Linked DNA regions of Mus musculus: regions 1, 3 and 4 are each linked to region 2. A link is a contact called in public HiChIP or PLAC-seq and promoter capture Hi-C data. All regions are on one chromosome and are shown on one strand. The core of a region is the stretch at or near the end of the contact, and the rest is flanking DNA. Distances in the headings are between cores, read along the strand shown.

What was found. Promoter capture Hi-C pulls out the DNA fragments that hold promoters and counts their contacts. HiChIP or PLAC-seq counts read pairs in DNA pulled down with a chosen protein or histone mark.
Region 1: a FOXA1 HiChIP or PLAC-seq map of pancreatic cancer cells shows a contact between it and region 2. The contact joins the promoter of Tmem120b here to the promoter of Camkk2 in region 2. A contact is called at or near these places in 2 of 484 Hi-C or Micro-C datasets (brain and embryonic stem cells), 4 of 115 datasets of contacts at active chromatin or transcription factors (bone marrow-derived macrophages, embryonic stem cells, extraembryonic endoderm stem cells and 1 more) and 1 of 9 other capture datasets (adipose tissue).
Region 3: a promoter capture Hi-C map of second pharyngeal arch cranial neural crest shows a contact between it and region 2. The contact joins the promoter of Morn3 here to the promoter of Camkk2 in region 2. A contact is called at or near these places in 9 of 39 promoter capture datasets (the SN4741 cell line, cranial neural crest, embryonic stem cells and 6 more), 1 of 15 datasets of contacts at CTCF or cohesin (the NIH/3T3 cell line), 2 of 484 Hi-C or Micro-C datasets (both in embryonic stem cells), 9 of 115 datasets of contacts at active chromatin or transcription factors (the 230-238 cell line, bone marrow-derived macrophages, effector CD8 T cells and 4 more) and 1 of 9 other capture datasets (pancreatic islet).
Region 4: an H3K4me3 HiChIP or PLAC-seq map of bone marrow-derived macrophages shows a contact between it and region 2, with 5 times the contacts expected there. The contact joins the enhancer-like site here to the promoter of Camkk2 in region 2. A contact is called at or near these places in 16 of 39 promoter capture datasets (the 3T3-L1 cell line, 3T3-L1-derived adipocytes, the C10 cell line and 10 more), 1 of 15 datasets of contacts at CTCF or cohesin (the NIH/3T3 cell line), 4 of 484 Hi-C or Micro-C datasets (B cells, embryonic stem cells, nephron progenitors and 1 more), 10 of 115 datasets of contacts at active chromatin or transcription factors (astrocytes, bone marrow-derived macrophages, embryonic hindbrain and 5 more) and 5 of 9 other capture datasets (adipose tissue, embryonic stem cells, liver and 2 more).

What each region holds. Positions count from the first base shown.
Region 1 is chr5:123,074,765-123,079,200 of GRCm38.p6, reverse strand. It overlaps Tmem120b (transmembrane protein 120B), which reads right to left and starts at 2,926. Exons shown (of 12, transcript NM_001039723.2): 1 at 2,706-2,926. The coding sequence starts at 2,774.
Region 2 is chr5:122,776,564-122,780,964 of GRCm38.p6, reverse strand. Camkk2 (calcium/calmodulin-dependent protein kinase kinase 2, beta) reads left to right here and starts at 1,555. Exons shown (of 17, transcript NM_001199676.1): 1 at 1,555-1,713.
Region 3 is chr5:123,044,752-123,049,374 of GRCm38.p6, reverse strand. It overlaps Morn3 (MORN repeat containing 3), which reads left to right and starts at 2,359. Exons shown (of 5, transcript NM_029112.2): 1 at 2,359-2,744. The coding sequence starts at 2,600.
Region 4 is chr5:122,479,530-122,484,367 of GRCm38.p6, reverse strand. The region is part of intron 5 of Atp2a2 (ATPase, Ca++ transporting, cardiac muscle, slow twitch 2); the gene reads left to right. Among named protein-coding and RNA genes, the nearest start is that of Atp2a2, 20 kb to the left of the region's middle. Within about 2 kb of position 2,662, at least 26 of the 459 cell types and tissues checked have an H3K27ac peak or open chromatin away from gene starts, as enhancers often do. A contact at or near this core is called in adipose tissue, bone marrow-derived macrophages and macrophages, where this site is marked.

The DNA.
Region 1 (4,436 bases), core at 1,677-4,176, 300 kb before region 2:
ACAAATGTCTCATCAGAATCTCTGTCCAACATATATACACAGCATATACCCTGGACTTGAGACACTTTCTTCCCAGGAGTTCAGAATTCCCATGAATGCAAAGAATGGGCAGACTCTATAGACATTTTCAGAATAAATCTAGCACTAACTTTCAGCATGGAACAGCTGGTGATCCCTACTAGAACAATCAGCTTTGTCTAAGCTTCAGTTTCCTCGTCTTAGAATAAAAACTGTGGACGGACCTCTTGGCTAGCGTGGGTGGCCCACACCTTTGATCCCAGCACTTGGAAGGCAGAAGGAAGCTGATCTCTGTGAGTTTGAGTCTGGCATGGCTTACATACCCAGCCAGGGATACAGTGAAACACTGTCTCAAAAAAAGGTTAGATGGTATAACTCCAATCCAATTCCAGGGGATCTGAAACCTTCTTCCTTTCCTGGCCTCCACAGGCACAGGCGCACATACACGCGCGCGCGCACGCACGCACACACACACACACACACACACACACACACACGGAGACACATAAATAAAACTAACAAGTAAATAAATTAATGGGCAGGAGAAATGGCTCAGTGATTACAGGCACTGGCTACTCAGGCAAAAACCTGAGTTTGGATCTCAGGACCCACACGTGCCTCACAACTGTCTATAACTCAATGTCCAGAGGATCTGATGACGGTCTCCTATGGATTCCTCCAGCACCAGGCACGGATGTGGTGCATAGAGAGATACATTCGAGAGAAACACCCATACACAAAAATAAAAACAATAAACCTTTAAGTATATATTTATAAGCATATATTTACATATAAACATTGTATATATCAAATATATTATAAATACATGTTATAAAGATATATTTATACGTAAATATACATAATGCATGTGTGTGTGTGTGTGTATATATATATATATATATATACCCTCCATACATATATATAGAGGAGAGAGAGAGAAGAGAAGAGAAGAGAAGAGAAGAGAAGAGAAGAGAAGAGAAGAGAATTTTTGCTCCAGTCTATGACCTTAACCACCAGGAAGCTATCCACTCTGTACTCAGACCCAGAAGCTGACCATCAAGCCTACACCAGTTGGGTCCCTCTTCCTCAAAGGAGGATCTAGTCTGTCCCAGTTGTCCCATCTCTAAGAAACCAGATCCTTCCAACAGCCCTTGCTGTTCACCACCAGACGAGGAGATCCAGATCAACTCATAACTCCTCCGCCCCCGACCACCCGAGCACCTGACCCCTCATGACATCTTCCTGTCATAACAAATCAAAGGCCTCCTTTACGACACCTGCCTGCCAAGACTTGCTACCTAATTGTTGATAATTGCATTAATTGCATAGTTCTGCAGTGTTAGGCTCCTCCTCCTCGTAGTTTAAAACAAGCCGAAAGGAAGGAAATAGAAGCAAAAGCCCCACGCAGGAAACCTCTTCTCCCACTCCCAACTCTAAGACCCACTCACTGGCTCTGTGGCTGGGCATGGCTTCACAGCCCAGTGGGAAAAATTGTTAAGGATATGGCTGAGTCTTTTCCCCGTGGGTGGAACCAAAAGGGATCCTCTGGGAACTATGAGGAACCCAAGACCTCAGATCTGAAAGAGAAGGCACCAACCCATCCATATATGCTGGAGGGACTACGAAGGGATGACAGTCCTGGGTCTCTTAAGTCTCTGCCCATGCCGATCTGCTGCTCAGGTTCACCGGCATCCTTCTGTAACATCGGCAGCCTCACTTTACAAAGACCCATCACAGACCTCCCTTGACAGCATTCTCCTCTGGACATTGCAGGAGGTCAGCCCAACTGAGAACGCTACAGGGACAAGGGGAATGACAAAGTAACCATTGAGAGGAGGAGAGAGTGAATGCGAGGAAGCCATGTGTTGTTCCTCTTGGCCGTCCCCAAGGTTTCCTGAGTCTCTAGTCCCCAGAGCATATAGCTGAGGCCTCTCTGGACCCTCCTGATAGGACCGGGTGGCGATGCTATCCTCTCAAGAGCCCAGCTCTTATACCAACCTTCAACACACCAGGTGGAACGCTCTGTGCCAAAACGGTGAGGGGTTGGGTGCAGCCCTCTATCACCGGGTGAGGCAGCCAGCTGTCAGAACTGACAGATGCCTGCCATCCACAATGGTAAACTCAGCTCGCAGCAGCCGATAAGCAGAACCACATCAGAGCTCCCAAAGTCAAGGCTATGACTGAGGGGTCTCTGAGACTTAAAAACTGCCTAAGGGGCCAAGATGAAAGCAGCCAAGCACAACTCTCAAACCGCAGTTGCAGCGAGGGCTGCCCAGCCAGCACAGAGCGTGTAGTAAGGAGTTGAACAGCCAACTGCAACTGGAGGGTTGGGGGGAAGATCCCTTGTGTGGGGGTTGGTCTGGTGTCCTTTGAGTATCACAGTTTCCTCGTGAACACACCTGGAACTTGCCTCGGGGGCCAGAGACGAACTTTCTGTAGCGAAGGGAGAGCGTGGAGCAAAGAGTGGATGAGAGGGCGCGAGAATGAGGGGCGCCCCAAGAGACTGAGGAGCCAAAGCGCTGCTACATAGGAAGGGGCTGCGCCAGGCCACCCACCAGCCCATCGGACGCACAGCCCGGGCCACCGTCTGGGTCCTATCGCCCCACCTCCGGGCTGGGATGGCTAGATAGGGAAGGCACAAGCACCGCAGGTAGCAAGAGTGGCGGGACCAGGTGGCCCGGTCCTACCTGCAGCTCCTGAAATTCTCCCTCCAGCTCGTGCCACTCGCGCTCGCAACGCTCCAGCTGGCCGGACATGGTGCAATGGTGCAAGGCGGCGGCGGCGGCGGCGACGAAACCCGCAGCGTGACCCGTCCGGCCACCAGCAGCCCACGCCCGCCCGCTCACTAGCCGCCTCCCGAGGCACCAGCTGTTCCTGCGCAGCCGGAGCCACGCGCGCACCTGACGTCACGGGCCCCGCCCCGGCGCCAGCCTCACCCCCTCGCCCGAGGGTGGGGCCCGCGCATGCGCATGGGCGATCCCCCGGGCTCTGGCCTCGTGGCGGGTGCAACTCTTCAGTCTTCTTTGGGTCTCTTCACTCCTCGTGTGTAGGTAGTAGGTTTCTCGTCGGAGTGGGTGGAGGGTTTATGTGTAAGCTGCATTTATGGCTTATGTTACTTAGATTATCTTTGTGGGAGAGTGAGGTGGAAATGATTTGGAGGAGGTAAAGGGAAAATTCATGTATTCCTTCACATTGCCTGACCTAGGCCAAAGCCAGTGCCCTGAAATGACAGCTTTGACAGTGACCGCGTAGTAAGGTCAAGGGCAGGATGGGAAAAATGCAGACTTGGCTCTGTCATCTCACGCTGGCGATGATATTTATTGCAACCAATACAGCCTAGATACATCCCTGTCCTCTAAGACACTGGGTGACTCTTGACAGCTGGTGCTGTCAGTCAAAAGCCACAACCACCAAGTTTATGGAATACAGTTGCCTCCCTTTCCGTGCCAAGTCCGAAAAGACCTGCACAAGCCTGGCTTTTCCAACCACACCTCCTATCTCCCTGCCCTAAATCCAGCTCTCCGGCCATTGTTTTTATCCTGACTTGACATTCCTCCCTCTGAATCATCATGCAGTGGCTTCTTGCTCACTCCTGGAACCTCATTCAAATGACACCTGCAGCTGGGTGTGATATTGCATACCAGCCTTGACAACGTAGTAAGACTTGTCTCAACAAACAAACAAACAAACAAACAAATAAAATATCAAATGATGCCTGTCGGGGCTGGAGGGAAAAACTTCAGTGGTTAAGGGTGTGTGTTCTGCAGTTTGGGTGGCACATGCCTTTCATTGAAGCACTCCAGGGCCAGAGGCAGATAGATCTCTGTGGGTTTGAGACCAGCCTGGTCTACATAGCTCAGGGCCAGCTCCACAGTAAGACCCTGTAAAATTAATTAAAATTAAAAGGACACCTGCATTAGTTTCACAGGGCTATGCTTAGCTACAAGTGGGTGGCCTAGACAATAGAAGTGCATTTATCTCACAGCGACCAACCTGAAACGAAAGTGTCATGACTCCTGAGACCCTGGGTAGGGCCTTGCCTTGCTACCTAGTAGCCATGACAGTGACTGTTGAGCCTACATACTCCATGGCTTTCATCTGCATTGCTCCATTCTCTCTGACCAGTAGTTACAGGGCCTCTCTGTGTGCCCTCTCTTATGAAGACACTGTGAATGAAAATCCCCAGAAGGGCTAGAGAGATGGGTCAGCCTCAGCGGTTAAGAGCACTGGCTGCTCTCCCAGAGATCCTGAGTTCAATTCCCAGCAGTCACATGAAAGAGCTAGAGAAAGTACCCAAGGAGCTGAAGGTGCTTGCAGCCCACTAGGAGGAACAACAATGTGAATTAACCAGTATCCCCAGAGCTCCCAGGGACTAAACCACCAGCCAAAGACTACACACGGAGGGACTCATGGCTCTA
Region 2 (4,401 bases), core at 306-2,805:
CCAGGCTATCCAGCCGGTTTCCTTACCGTTACCTCCTACCTGGTAGGCAAGTCCTCTACCTCTGAGCTACCCCTCTAGCTGCCTACTTCCGTCTTGATGTCAGACCATCATGCATCTAACATGAACCGATTCTCTTTGACGTTCGCACAAGCTTGTGTCCATAAGCATACACCGTGTGGAGGTCATAGAACATGTCCCTCTTGAAATCAGAGCATCTGTGCTTGCCTCTGCACCCGTCCCTTACTGGAGAGAGGCTATTATCCACCCTCTAGGGAAGAAATGGGGAGAGTCATTAGACCCTCACCTGAGATTACAGTTGCTCCCGCCTCTCCTCCTGTGCAGACCTCCAACAGCACCTGGCCCCGGGAGATGCTAGAGAATATAAAGGGGTGGGTAAACGAAGGAGACACTCCTTCTGGCAGGTCACTGTCCATGCTGGAGATGAGTAAGCCCAATAAACCCATTGGTTCACCAAGCTGGGCTTGGATGTTTTTGATCTGTTGTCGGCGCCCTATTTTGGGTGAATAGGCATTTGTTCATGTCTCCTCAGGAAGTCAGTCAAGAGTGGGGCTTAAAAAGACACGCAAACTGTGCATGATACTGTCTCCTGCAGCTTGCTGTCTTACGCTACATGTTTTTGTTTTCCTTTTCCTGTGGGGGTACAAATAGATCTAACAGTCCTTTTAACTATTGTGTACTATTCCACTTCGTCTCGCTCCAGTTGCTACTACTAACAAATAAATGGAAGAGCGCTTAGCAGTATCAGAGGTGGTCATCTCATTAGAACGCTCATTGAGTTTATTTGTCCGGTCCTGGGGACTGTTTGTGAGTGCCCAGCCTAGAAATATGGCAATAATTTATTGAGGGCTGAAAATCGACCCAGTTGACAAAGAGCTTTGAATTCTTAGTGAATTTGACATCTCAACCCTTTGGCTGCCGGCAGAAACATGCATGCAGACAGCCACTGGTGAACATCCGAGTCTGAGTTCACCGGCCCCCCACATCCAAGGCCACCGGGTGAGCGAGCCCTTGAAATACCCTTTTTTTTCTCCGTTGTTACCCAACTGGGAGACTAAATATTTTAAGGCTCCAGCAAAGTAAACCGTCAAAAAGGGGAAGAATGTTTGGTCAGTCTTGTGGAGAGACCTAGAACTTCGCTGGGCTGTTCAGAGTGAGTGATGCATTTTAGGGCGAGCCTGCAGCAGTGGTCAGAGGGGTGGTGGCTGCGGAAGGGTTTCCCCATAATGGGCGTTGCCCCGAAATCCAGGGAGGGAACCGCCAGACGGCTCCTGGGTTTTCCCCCGTCGCCTTTGGGGGAACTTCTCCACGCTCAGGGACAAAGCGGCGTGGAGCATCTCGCAGGAACCGAGACCCACTCCCAAACTTGCGGCCTGTTCGCCCCTGCGCGAGTCGGGCCTCGCTTCCTGTCGCCTCCTTCCCCCCACCCCCCCTCCCGCCTCCACCTCCGCCCCGCCGCTACTTAAGTCTCCGCGGGACCCGGCGCGCGCGGCCGAGGCTGCGGCGGGCACGCGCGCTCCACGCCGGGTCCTTGGCCAATCAGCAAGGAGCCCGAGGCGCCGCCGCGCCGCGCGCGAGCCGAAGCCCGGGCGGCTCCTCCCGTGGAGAGCCGAACCGGACCGAGCCGAGCCGAGCCAAGCCGAGCCAAGCCGAGCCGGGGGCGCAGAGCGCGGGAGGCGGCGGCGCGGAGCCCAGGTGAGCTGGCCCGAGGCGGGCCGGGCTGAGTCGGGGGTGGGTGGGGGAGGGACGCAACCTCCCCGTGGGTCTTTGGGTCCCGGACGCGCGCGGGAGCCGGCAGACACAGCCCAGAGGCGGGCCCCGAGGGGACCCCACGTGCGCCGCCCCGCGCCCCGCCACGTGGAGGGCTGCGCCCCCTTTCCCCCTGGCCTCCGGAGCCGGGCGGCGCTTGGGGTCCGGCGGCAGGAGCCGGCCAGGAGTTCCGCACCAAGGTCCGCCGGCCAGGGCGGTCCCGGATCCCAGCGATGGCCTAGGCCACCCCTGGCGCTTGACAGGTGCGGAACCTGAGCGCGCGGGAGCGTCCCACCTCCGCAGGCTGCCAGGCACGGGGAGGACCCTGGTCCTAGGGGCTTGGACCCGAGTCTGCCCTCTGATCACCCCGACCTCACAGGCCGACTTGATCCTTTTGACCTAAATTTACCTCTGGGCTGCAGCGCGCGATGCATAAAGAGTGCCTGCCGGCTCCCTCTGGCACAGCCCTGGGGTGGTGGTGCCCCGCTATCACCGGGGCTATGCCAGGGTTCTCCCCACCCCCTGAATGCCCAGTTTGGGAAACGGGGTGTTTTCACAGCTCTGTCAGCCTCCTCCCCGGCTGCTCTCACTTGGAGATGAAGAGGTGGCACTTTGCAGGGGGATGGAGCAGGGGGTGGAGGACATCTCAGGTGCCATGGGCAAACAGCCTCCTGATCTGGGGGTGGGTGGGTCATGCTCCGCATTCATTACCCTAGATGCAACTTTTACCTTCCTCAACCTCCTCTGTGATGTTCCCCCAGTCCTGGAGTAGAAACTTCAGGTGCCCTGGGGCATTAATGATGTCTTTTACTCCTCCTCCTGACTCTGCCCCCACAGGACCTAGAGGAGGATTGCTCTGCCTCCCCACAGCTCCTTTGTTCTTTGGAAGTGGCAGGGGCTGCCGCTGTTCCCAAACCCACAGAAACTGCGGTTTCAGAATAGATCGTGCTATCAGTGTACAGAAGCAGCTTCAGTTTGCCCGATCCCCCTCCTTGTACACTCTACTGCTGTACACTTCATCAAAAATGTCATATGCCGGGCCATGGTGGCATACACTTTTAATCCCAGCACTCGGGAGGCAGAGGCAGGTGCATTTCTGAGTTCGAGGCCACCCTGGTCTACAAAGTGAGTTCCAGGACAGCCAGGGCTACACAGAGAAAGCCTGTCTCGAAAAACCACAAAACAAAACAAAACACAAAAACAAAAGAAAACCCCGTCATATGATGAGCCCCTACCTTGGATAACCGTAATTACATTTTTCATTTATGCCAGGAATAGAACCCAGTGCCAGCAGCAGGCTAAGCCCACCTTTAACTAGTGAGCTTACACTCCCACCCCCTCATTAACATTCATTGAGTTCTTGATGTGTGGCAAATAACTTTATCTTGCCTGGGTCATCTCATTTGATGCTAACCCAAATCCTTTGTGGTGGGGAGTTTTTGGTCACCGTAGTTGAGAATAGGAGATTAAAGTGCCTAGTATTGAATGGCTCAGAGAGGTTAGTTAACTTAGCCAGGATCACACAGACATTGCCAGGCTTCCCTTGCCTTTCTGGGGGTAGGTAGCCCAGGCCTGTTTGCTAGGCTGTGTAGGAGGACACAGACAGAGGTGCTGCTGTCCCAGCAGGACTCAGGCTTGGCTTTCCCTGCAGTTGCTGGTGGGCTAATAACTATGCAGTATTTCTTAGAGGACGGTCCCACCCCTCCTGGTGAGCATTTGGAAACACGTGGGAGGTGACTTTTGGCTTGTCAAAATGAGACTAAGCACTCTTGGTGTTTAGTGGGCAGGAGCTAGGGAATGCCAAATGTCCTATAAGAATGTCCCTACCTCAAATGCCAGGAGGGAGATGCTGAGAAATGCTGTGAGCCTCAAGTGCTGGGAGAGAGGGAGAGAGGGAGAGAGGGAGAGAGGGAGAGAGAGAGAGAGAGAGAGAGAGAGAGAGAGAGAGAGAGAGAGCACGCCATGGGGTGCTATTTCTGGAGAAATCTGTTCTGATGGGAGTAAATCCCAGCGGCTCCCTGGAGGAGGTGTCAGTTATGCCAAGGCTTCTGAGATGGGCTGAAAAGTTGAGGGACTGGGTAGAGGGACTTTGTGATTGGCTGTGGACAGTGGCTAGGGCTGCTTTCTTTCCGCTATCCTGGGAATCTGTACATGCGCTGTGTCAAGTTGCTCCTCTGAGTTTGAGTCCTTGGACTCGTGGGCAAGAGAGTCCCAAGGTGGCTCTCAGGCTGCAGTGCTTGCTCTCTCTGATCTGAGCACATCTAACCTTGTTCCTCAGAAGCTGAGGGAGTTAGAGGTTTCTCTTTCTCTGATTCTCCAAGATGTCTCAGACTGGAGATGTGGCTCAGTTGATAGAGCGCTTGCCTGGTGCACTTTGCTAGCAAGCCCTCTGCCACCAAACTCCATTCTCTGGTTCTTTTTAAAAACAAAACAAAACAAAATCAAGGTGAAGTCCCTCCCCAGGTGGCATTTAGGACACTCAGTGTCATATGTCTGTTCCAGCTGTCTGGTTTCAGAGCATTCCTATTAGAAGGAAATTCTTTACCTAATAAACTATCACTCCTTGTTCCCAGCATCCCTCCCTCCACCCTTTGGCAGGCACCCACACATCAGCTTTCTCTGGGATTTGTGCAC
Region 3 (4,623 bases), core at 1,110-3,609, 270 kb before region 2:
GGGTTGAGTGAAGTCCAAGGCTGCTGTTACAGGTGAGCCAGTGGATGAAGGGGCTGGAGCTCGGGAATGACCCCAGCTGTCTGTCCCCTCCCCTCCAGTGTCCACAGAGCTCTCCTTAGTTTTTTGTTTGTTTGTTTGTTTTGTTTTTTCAAGACAGGGTTTCTCTGTATAGCCCTAGCTGTCCTGGAACTCACTCTGTAGATCAGGCTTGCCTCGAACTCAGAAATCAGCCTGCCTCTGCCTCCTGAGTGTTGGGATTAAAAGGTATGGGCCACCATGCCCAGCACAAGTGCTGCTCTTAACCACTGGGCCATCCTCTCCTTCTCTAGTTTCTGCTTTTTTCAAGACAGGGTCTCACTCCCAAGCTGACCTCAGACTTGTGGTGATTCCTCTGCCTCAGCTTTCCAGCAGTTAGGATTACGGGTTGCATTACAACTCCCAGCATCTCTTTGCCCTTAGTTGAGAACCTACTATGTGTGGGCACTTGGGTGCAGTGAGAAACAAAAAAACACATGGCCCCAGTCATCTCTGCTGAGAATGGTGGCCAGAGCAGGGGTGCTTTCAGAGGGAAAAGGTACTATCAGGATTGTTCTCGAAGGATATATAAAGATACTGCAAATGCAGATTGGTAGCCTCAGGATTCTGACAGCAGCACAAACCTTCTATACCATGGCTCCCCTCTCAAGTCCTCCACTCTCCATCTGAGGCCCTGCCAAGAAGCCAGATCTCTACACAACAATTAAAGGGCACGTGGAGAACTGCCAGTATGGGGCTGGAGAGATGGCTCATCGGTTAAGACCACTGCCTGAGGACCAGTAGATAGAGTACTTGCTTGGCATGTGTGAAGCCCTGGGCTTGATTCTAAGCACTGCATAAACCAAGCAAGAAGGCTAATGCTTGCAATCCTAGCATTTAGGAGGTAGAGTTGGGAGGACCGCTAATTTAAAGTCATCCTGCATCGTGAGTCTGAGGCTAGCCTGGGTTACATGAGACCCTGGATTGAAAAAAAGTCATTCTCAGCTACATTGGGAGTTTGAGTCTAACCTGTACTACATGACACCCTATTAGAAACAGAAAGGGGCAGAGAGAATGAATGAATGAATGAACTTGAGTGTAGTGGTACATGTCTTTTATGCCAGCACTCAGGAGGCAAGAAGAATAATGCAAATTAGGGGCTAGCCTGGTCTACATCTGGTCTACATATGGAGTATGGAGTTCCATGTCAGCCAGGGCCACAGAGCCATAGCAAGACTCCATATTAAAAAAAAAAAAAAGCAAGCTTTGTTTTGTTTTGATTTTTTTGTTTGTTTGTTTTGTTTTTATTTTGGGTTTTTGGCTTTTCAAGACAGGGTTTCTCTGTGTAGCCCTGACTATCCTGGAACTCACTCTGTAGACCAGGCTGGCCTTGAACTCAGATATCTTCCTGCCTCTGCCTCCTGAGTGCTGGGATTAAAGTCATGTGCCAGTAGTCCCCTCTGTGGGAACAGAGGCTGTAAAACATGCACAGGTGGCAGGCACAGTGTCCAACCTGAAGCACACAGGTTGTGAGGCTGACCCTGTGGGTGGATGCTAAGATACCATGACCTCCTAGAACTGGCTTCAACCTGAGGATATTTTGATTGGCAGCACCTGTGTGTATGTGCTGCCGGTGCAAGATTTAATGGGAGTGGATTTGTACAGCCTCAGAACCTATGGAGTATGTGGTTGTATTAGTTGAGGGAGATTGCGGTCCCCAGGATGTAGATAGGAACGTTTTTATCACCCATGAGCCAGCTGGAGACAGATGGAAAGACATGAACAATCCCTTCTGGAGATTCTGGGGACCTGAGGAAAACAGGTCGGGGCTCCCAGACATGGGGAGGAGACCCTGGGCCACCCACTGTTTCCCTCTAGAGTCTATGGCTCTACCAGATAAGAGTCGTAGGGCTCAGATGTGGAAGGATGACCAGTGAGCCAAGGGCTGTCCAACTGTGTTTGTTTTGAGACAAGGTCTCACTGTATAGCTAGACTTGCAGTCTGGGACAGTTAGTCACCATGAAATCAGTCTCTGATTTGTGGGATCTCCCCTGCTGAAAGGCAACCCCTGAGCTTCATCTGTCCCATCTACCAGGTACGTAGGGCAAGGGCTAACAGGGCAGGCAGCTGTCTGCCTGATACCCTCTGATACACCTGGAGTGGTCCCAGTACTTGGTACCATCTGATCTTTCTTACTTCGAGTCTCTTCTACCAAAGTCGGTTCCTGATTGGTCTTTCAAGTCATTAAGTCACCTGTGAGCATCATTTTTCCCAGGGGCAGCTTCTCTCCAGTGTCATCACAATCCCTGGGTTCCAAAGGAATTATGCCATCACATCCCTGACAGATGGACCCTAGGAGAATGCAAGGGCAAGGACTGTTGTGGGTCAGTCCAGCACAGAGGGATCCCCACTGAGGGCTCTTCACCTGCCCTGGGGACTCAGAACACAAATGACCTGCCCTATTGGAACTCAGGCAGGCACCTCCCCAGGAAGTACCAGGATCCCCAGGATACACGGGAGTCACTGAGCCCCTGATGCCCCTACCTCCTGCTAGCACCCCCGCAACACCACAGAGGCAGCCAGCATGCCGGTCACTAAGTGTCCAAGGAAAGTAGAGCCGCCGTGGAAAGGGTGGGACCGGAAAGCCCAGAAGAACGGACTGAGACACCAAGTGTTTGCTGTGAACGGCGATCACTACGTGGGCGAATGGAAGGGCAACTTGAAACACGGTAAGCTAAGCGGGAGAGCCTCCGGGGATTAGTGGCCAGCGTGGGGTCAGAGTGGGTGGGCAATGCAAAACAAAACAAAAAGCACTGTTACAGAGTCCATTAAGAACATAAGCGATCTTGTTTTGTTCCCAACCCCACTTAGTGACCAGAACCGGGACCAGCAGGGGGCTGTGGCTCTGAAGTCCAAGTCAGCCCTGACTTCAGCTGAGCCAGAGTCTAGGGACAGAAAACAAAAATGGGATAGGGATCATCAGAAGCCAGCCCAAAGCTGGGTGGGGTTCTGGGGGTGCTGGATCGCTCTCTGTCTTCTGACAGGGTAGCAGAGCCTGGGGTTGGTTGAAAAGGTCAACACATTAAGAAAATGACTTGCAGTAGGCGTTGTGGGCTTCAGATGCTGCCCTGATGCTCTGCAGATGGTGGGGGCACAAGGTCTGGGCCTCAAGACACAGGTTGGACCTATCCAACCCCCCAGAAGTAACTGAGTGACCATGATTACTCCTGTATGCCTGGACTCAAGTCTTAACCAGCAGGGGGCGAATGGGTTCTGGCCGATACATTGCAAATCACGTTTGTCCGGGATGGATGGGGGTAGGACGGGGACTCTATTTAAAAGCTCTAGTCTTGCAATTCCAGACTTAACCACTTTCTTCTCCTGCCTTCCTGGGTTATCTACACTAGAATCCCTGAGCCTGCATTGTTAGAATACCTTATCTATAGGTTTTCTCATCTGTTAAGTGGCAACAATGTCTCTTTATAAAGTACACGCAGCAAGATTGCTCAGAGCAAGGGTGCTCGGGGAGACTCTGCAAAGTAGACTACCATCACATTTCCCAAATGAGGTGACCTGGGAAGAAGTGACTACTGAAGAGGTGGTATTAGGCTATAGAGGGCACCAGAGAGGGGAAGAGAGGGAGTAACAAAGAAGACAGGAGCAGGGTGATGTTTGAGCTAGGCAGAAAGGATAAAGATGTGTCCAGGTTGAGGGGCTTTTCGTCTAAAATTTAGACCTTAAACTGTAGAATTAGAATTAGGGAGGTCAGTGTAACTTGACTGAGGGACAGACTAGAAGTCAGTGTAGCTGAACAAAGAGTAATGGGAGAGAACGTGGGTCAGAATTGGATGTGGTTTTAGTATACATTACCTATAAGCCCAGTTACTGGCTCAGGAGTCTGAGGTAGGAAGATCAAGGCTGGGCTATGACCCTATCTCTAAGATCCCCCTCCCCCAAAGCAAGTTGGGGTTGGAGAAGCCAGGTATGATGGTGCATTCCTGCAGTGCCCAAGTGCTTGGAAGACAATATGTAGGGAGATCAGGGGTTCAAGGCCAGCTTCAGCTACATGAGACCTTATCTCAAAACAAAATAAAATTTAAAAAGAGAGAAAGGAAAGAAAGAAGGAAGGAAGGAAGCATCCAACTGCGGTGTCTCATACTTTTAGTTCCAGTACTCCAGAGGCAGAGGCAGGATGACCTCAGTGAATTCAAGGCCAGGCTGGTCTACCTGGCAAGTTCCAGTGCAGCTGGGGCTACATAATGACACCCTGTCTCAAAAACAAAGCAAAGGGCTGGTGAGATGGCTCAGCAGTTAAGAGCACTGACTGCTCTTCCGAAGGTCATGAGTTCAAATCCCAGCAACCACATGGTGGCTCACAACCATCCGTAATGAGATCTGTTGCTCTCTTCTGGAGTGTCTGAAGACAGCTACAGTGCACTTACATATAATAAATAAATAAGTCTTTAAAAAAACAGCAAAGCAAAACACAGAGAGGGAGAGAGAGAGAGAGAGAGAAAACTCATGTCTGTAGAGCTAAGTATCTAATAAATATATTGTGCCTCGTGGACCATGGTGAGTCTTGTCTTCTTTAAGATCTATTTTATTTCA
Region 4 (4,838 bases), core at 1,413-3,912, 300 kb after region 2:
GAGCTAGAGAGATGGCAGTTAAGAATGACTACAACTTTTGTAGAATATCAGAGTTCAGTTCACAACTGGCCTCTGTGGATAGATACCTGCATGTACATAGTGCATATAAGTTCAGACAGGCATATATGTGAACATACACAAAGAAACACAAATAAAAGATACAAGAAAAATTAGTTTTCGAAGATAAGATTCACTATTTTGGCCTGGTTGGCCTGGAACTCAGATTATCTATCTCTTCAAAAGTGTAAACGTGTGTTCTAGCATGCAGACCACATTAAAATTTTAAGTGTGGTTTAAGCAGTAATTATCCTGTTTAAGCAGTTTACAGTTAAGCAATTTAATGAGATACTAGTTTTTTCTTTACAGAAGTTGAGATTTAGTTATGTTTTTTATATATGTATCTATACATATATATGTATACACACACACACTTTCACATACATCTCCACACCCCAAGAGGGCCTTCTGATCCACCATGTGGGTGCTGGGATTTGAACTCAGGATCTCTGAACAAGGAAACCAGTGTGCTGAACAAGAGAGATGGTGCAGTGCATAAAGCAATTGCTATACAAGCATGAGGATAGGAGTTAAGTGACCACTACCCACATAAAACATGGGAATGTATGGCCTCTCCTTTGTCAGCAGGTAAGAAAAAGTAATCCCTATGCCAGGTTGGCTAGCTACACTAGTTAAGGTGAGCTCTGGGTTCAGCATGGGATTCATGCTCAGTAAATAAAGTGGGGAATGGGTGACATCTGATGTGAACCTCAGGCTTCCACACACATATATGTCCTGTCCCCTAAATTTTTTTAAAAGTCAAACTTATACTAAAGGGGGGGGAAAAGCCAGAGAAACAACCAAGGAAAGCATTGAGCATGTCTGTAAAGTTGTTTCATAGTGAGGGATGGGGTATCTAGATTCAGGTAACACTAGAAATAATATTGATTGTTCCTAAAAATCAAGTCCTAAATTCCTCATGTTAACTTGTATGTTAAGAAAAGCAAGGACTGGAGATGAGCCCAGCAGTTACAGTAGTTACTACCCTTGAAAAGACCCAGGATAAAACCTCGCTCCCAGCTGGGGCACCTCACAGCTGCCTGTAACTTCAGCTCCACAAAGCTGTCAGCGCATGATGGCTCAGATATAACTCCAGTTCCAGGTGATCTGACACCTCTTGGCCTTTGCAGACAGACAACAGACACACATGAGGTACACGTGAATACAGGCAAAAGACCACCGTATACATAAATGTGAATCTCTTTTGAAAGTACAAAGTACTTTTGAAAAATGAGTGTAGATATATTAAGCAGAGTGCTTTGAGGTCAAGACCCTTTAACACTGTGAGGACAGGTCATAAGACACTGAGAGGTGAAGGACTATGGGAGGTTCCCCACCTCCACACACCCTCAGACCATGACAGACCAGTTGATCTTGAAGCTTGACCTGATTACACGGGGCTGGCATTTCCTGATTTCCTGTAATCACTCCTCCCGCTTCATGACTAATAGTCAGTGTCAGTCTTTCCATTCTTGCCATGGAGGTTAAGACTTTTGGGGAAAAAAACAGCTTTAAAAAGAAAAAAAAAAAAAACAAAACCAACAACAACCACAGGAAAGGGGTCACTTTTGCTAAGATATTGTGACTTGGAAAAATACAGTGTTTAAGCTTTTCTTGTGTTAGAACATGTAGAGGATTTGGGGAGGTGGCTGGGATGTGAGGATAGAATGGTGTAATTCCTGCTTCCATGTATTAATTTGACCTCCAGAAGTGAAAGATGTTCATAGCTCAACGTTCAGTTTCAGGGCTTTCTGAACTCCACCTGTTGAGGTACATGTCCAGCCCACCCCAACCCCAAGTGCTTGGGATTAAAGGCATGCACCACTGCACCCAGCTAAAATAAAATACTTTTTATTCACCCACATACATGTATACGTAAACTGTTTTCCTTGCATATATTATTATTTATGTTTACCTTAAGTAAAAAAGATGTTTAAGTATTCTTACTTAAATCTCCTTGTAAGGTAAAGAAAACTTCCATTCATTTATAAATTATCGCAAAAATAACTTTTAAAAACTGACTCTTAACTGTATTCTTGGTAGACTAACCTTTAAATTGTATTTTTCTTCAGAGTGAAAATCAGTATTGTTATGGAAAGGAAAGAGCTAAGAACTTACAGAGCCAAGAACTACACGTGAGCAGTGTCAGGTGTTAAGCAAATGGAAGGAGGTTTATAACACATGCTCTCATTCTTCCTGCCTCAGCCCAAAGAGAGGAAAAAAAATGTGGAGGAAAAAATTGCAGAGCACTCCCTTGGCAAGAATAAGAACTTTCCACTACCACGTGCCCTCAGGCGCTCACTCGCCCATTAGGGAACATCACTGGATGTGATCAGCAGTGTTTCCTTGCCTGCTTCCCAGGCAGAGCCCTGTCTGAAACTCACAGGAGCCTGTGGCGTAAAGACAATTGTTATTTTTCCTTTGAAAAATATTAGACAGATCTTTACTTTCATAGATTTATTTTTTAAAGCTCCTTAATAGATCTGTCCTGATGTGCAACCAAATAGACCCTTAGCAAAAGATGTGAAGCAGTCATAACAAGCTAGAGGAAGTCTTTCATTAATTGAGCTTCCTGAAGTAAAACTCTCTACTTCCTGGCCTTGGTAAAACAAGGTCATGGGTTGGCCAAGATGATGCAAAGGCTTTCTAGCCGAGAGAATGCTAGCACATAGTGGGTTATAAAAACTAATTCGGGCATACTTCCTTCATGTCTTTCCACAGAGACGATCTTGTGGGAGCTAGTATTTCTGGTATGCAAGAAAATGTAATAGAGACTGTTCCAAAAAGTTCTTTTCAGAATCTGAACCTGTGGTTATGAGTATTCTCCCCATATTGTTTTTTTAATTGTATTTCTGTGTCTGTGTCCATGTTCATGTGTGTATGTGTGTGTGTGTGTGGGGGTATATATGTACAAGAATGATAAGAGAACAAGTTAGGAGTTCACTGTCTTATACAGTATGGGTCCTAGGGATTAGACTTCCAGTTGTCAGGCTTGGTGGCAGTCGATTTTAGCTGCTGAATCACCTTGGTAGCCTGCCTTGTATTAAATTTTTACACTTGATCTTAGCTAAAAGGCTGAAAAGTGATGTAAGAAGTAAGTCAGCAGAGGAAAATGAATGGATAGATTCAGTTCAGCCCTGTCTGCCTGAAATTCACTATGTAAACCAGCCTAGACTGTCTTTGAACACCATGGAGATCTACCTGCCTCCCAAGAGCTGGGGTTAAAAGCTTGTGCTACCTTACCTGGCATCAGGTGTTGCCTCTTTATTCATGAGTCTGATATATGTTTTTATTTTGTCTTTTAAACTGTTAACTGAAGTTCTTTGTATGTCACCATGATCCAGCACAAGTTGAATTACAAACAATACTCCTTTCCGTGCAGGAGAAAGTATGGCCCACGCTTAGTTTTAACATGCAAATGTAGAGTCCGCCAAATCTTTGGACAGCTATGGCCCATGGAGACCTTGGCTCAGAAACAACAATGCTTGAAGAAGTAGTGACACAGAAAACAGCACCCCATATTCTTAATATATGAAGGATTTTAAAATACAGGAAATTACTCACCCAATAAACGGGACTATAAAATAGGCCCATGGCTTCAGAAAAATCTACCACCCATGGAATTCTAGAAAGAATCCAATCCTTATAGTGGTCAAGCACACCTTTCATTCCAGCAGTTGGCAGACAGGAAAGGAAGGTGGATCTCTAGGTTCGATGCCAGCCAGGGCTACATAGACAGACCCTGTCTCAGAGGAGAGAGAGAGAGAAAAAAATACACCTCTAGGGCTGGAAAGATGGTTAAGATTACTGACTGCCTTTCCAGAGGTCCTGAGTTCAATTCCCAGCAACTACATGGTGGGTCACAACCATCTGTTATCGGATCTGATGCTCTCTTCTGGTGTGTCTCAAAACAGTGGCAACAGTGTACTCACATATATAAAATAAATCTTTTTTTTTTTTTTTAAAGAAAATGTACCTGGAAACTTTTTTAAGAGGAATCTGTTTATGTCAGCATCTAATTGACAATTTAATCAAAATCCCATTGGATCCTTTTTATATGATTGTCTAGTAATGTCCCACAGGCATCCAAACCTGGGAGTTTGAGAGGTAATCTGGTCGCCTCCTTGGAGTGTGAATTGTTAACGTATAGAAAGTAAGAAGATAGGGTTGGCTTTGTTACTTTGCTCTTTTTTTTTTTTTAAGATTTATTTATTTATTTTATGTATATGAGTATACTGTAGCTGTACAGATGGTTGTGAGCCATCATGTGGTTGATGGGAATTGAACTCAGGACCTCTACTTGTTCCAGCCCCAAAATTTATTTATTAAAATATGTAAGTACACTGTAGCTGACTTCAGACACACCAGAAGAGGGCGTCAGATCTCATTAAGGATGGTTGTGAGCCACCATATGGTTGCTGGGAATTGGACTCAGGACCTTCGAAAGAGCACTTTGCTCTTAACCACTGAGCCAACTCACCAGCCCTGTTATTTTGTTTTGGCTCTAGGTAGTTAACTTCAGTGTTAAATTGAGCCAAAGTCATTTTCTATATATTATAGGCAACTTACTTTTCTTCTACTCAAGAAGATAATCATACTGAGAAAAGTCGTAAAAATAATACCTGATGGTTGAGTAATAATACCTGATAGTGTCTGGGGACTACACATTAAACACCCTAACAGCCTCATTCCTTGAGACCATGGAGGTGGGTAAAATTATTACCTTTTTTTTTTTTTTTTTAACTGTCCAAGACCAGTTTAAAGATCTGGTCCTCAGGGAT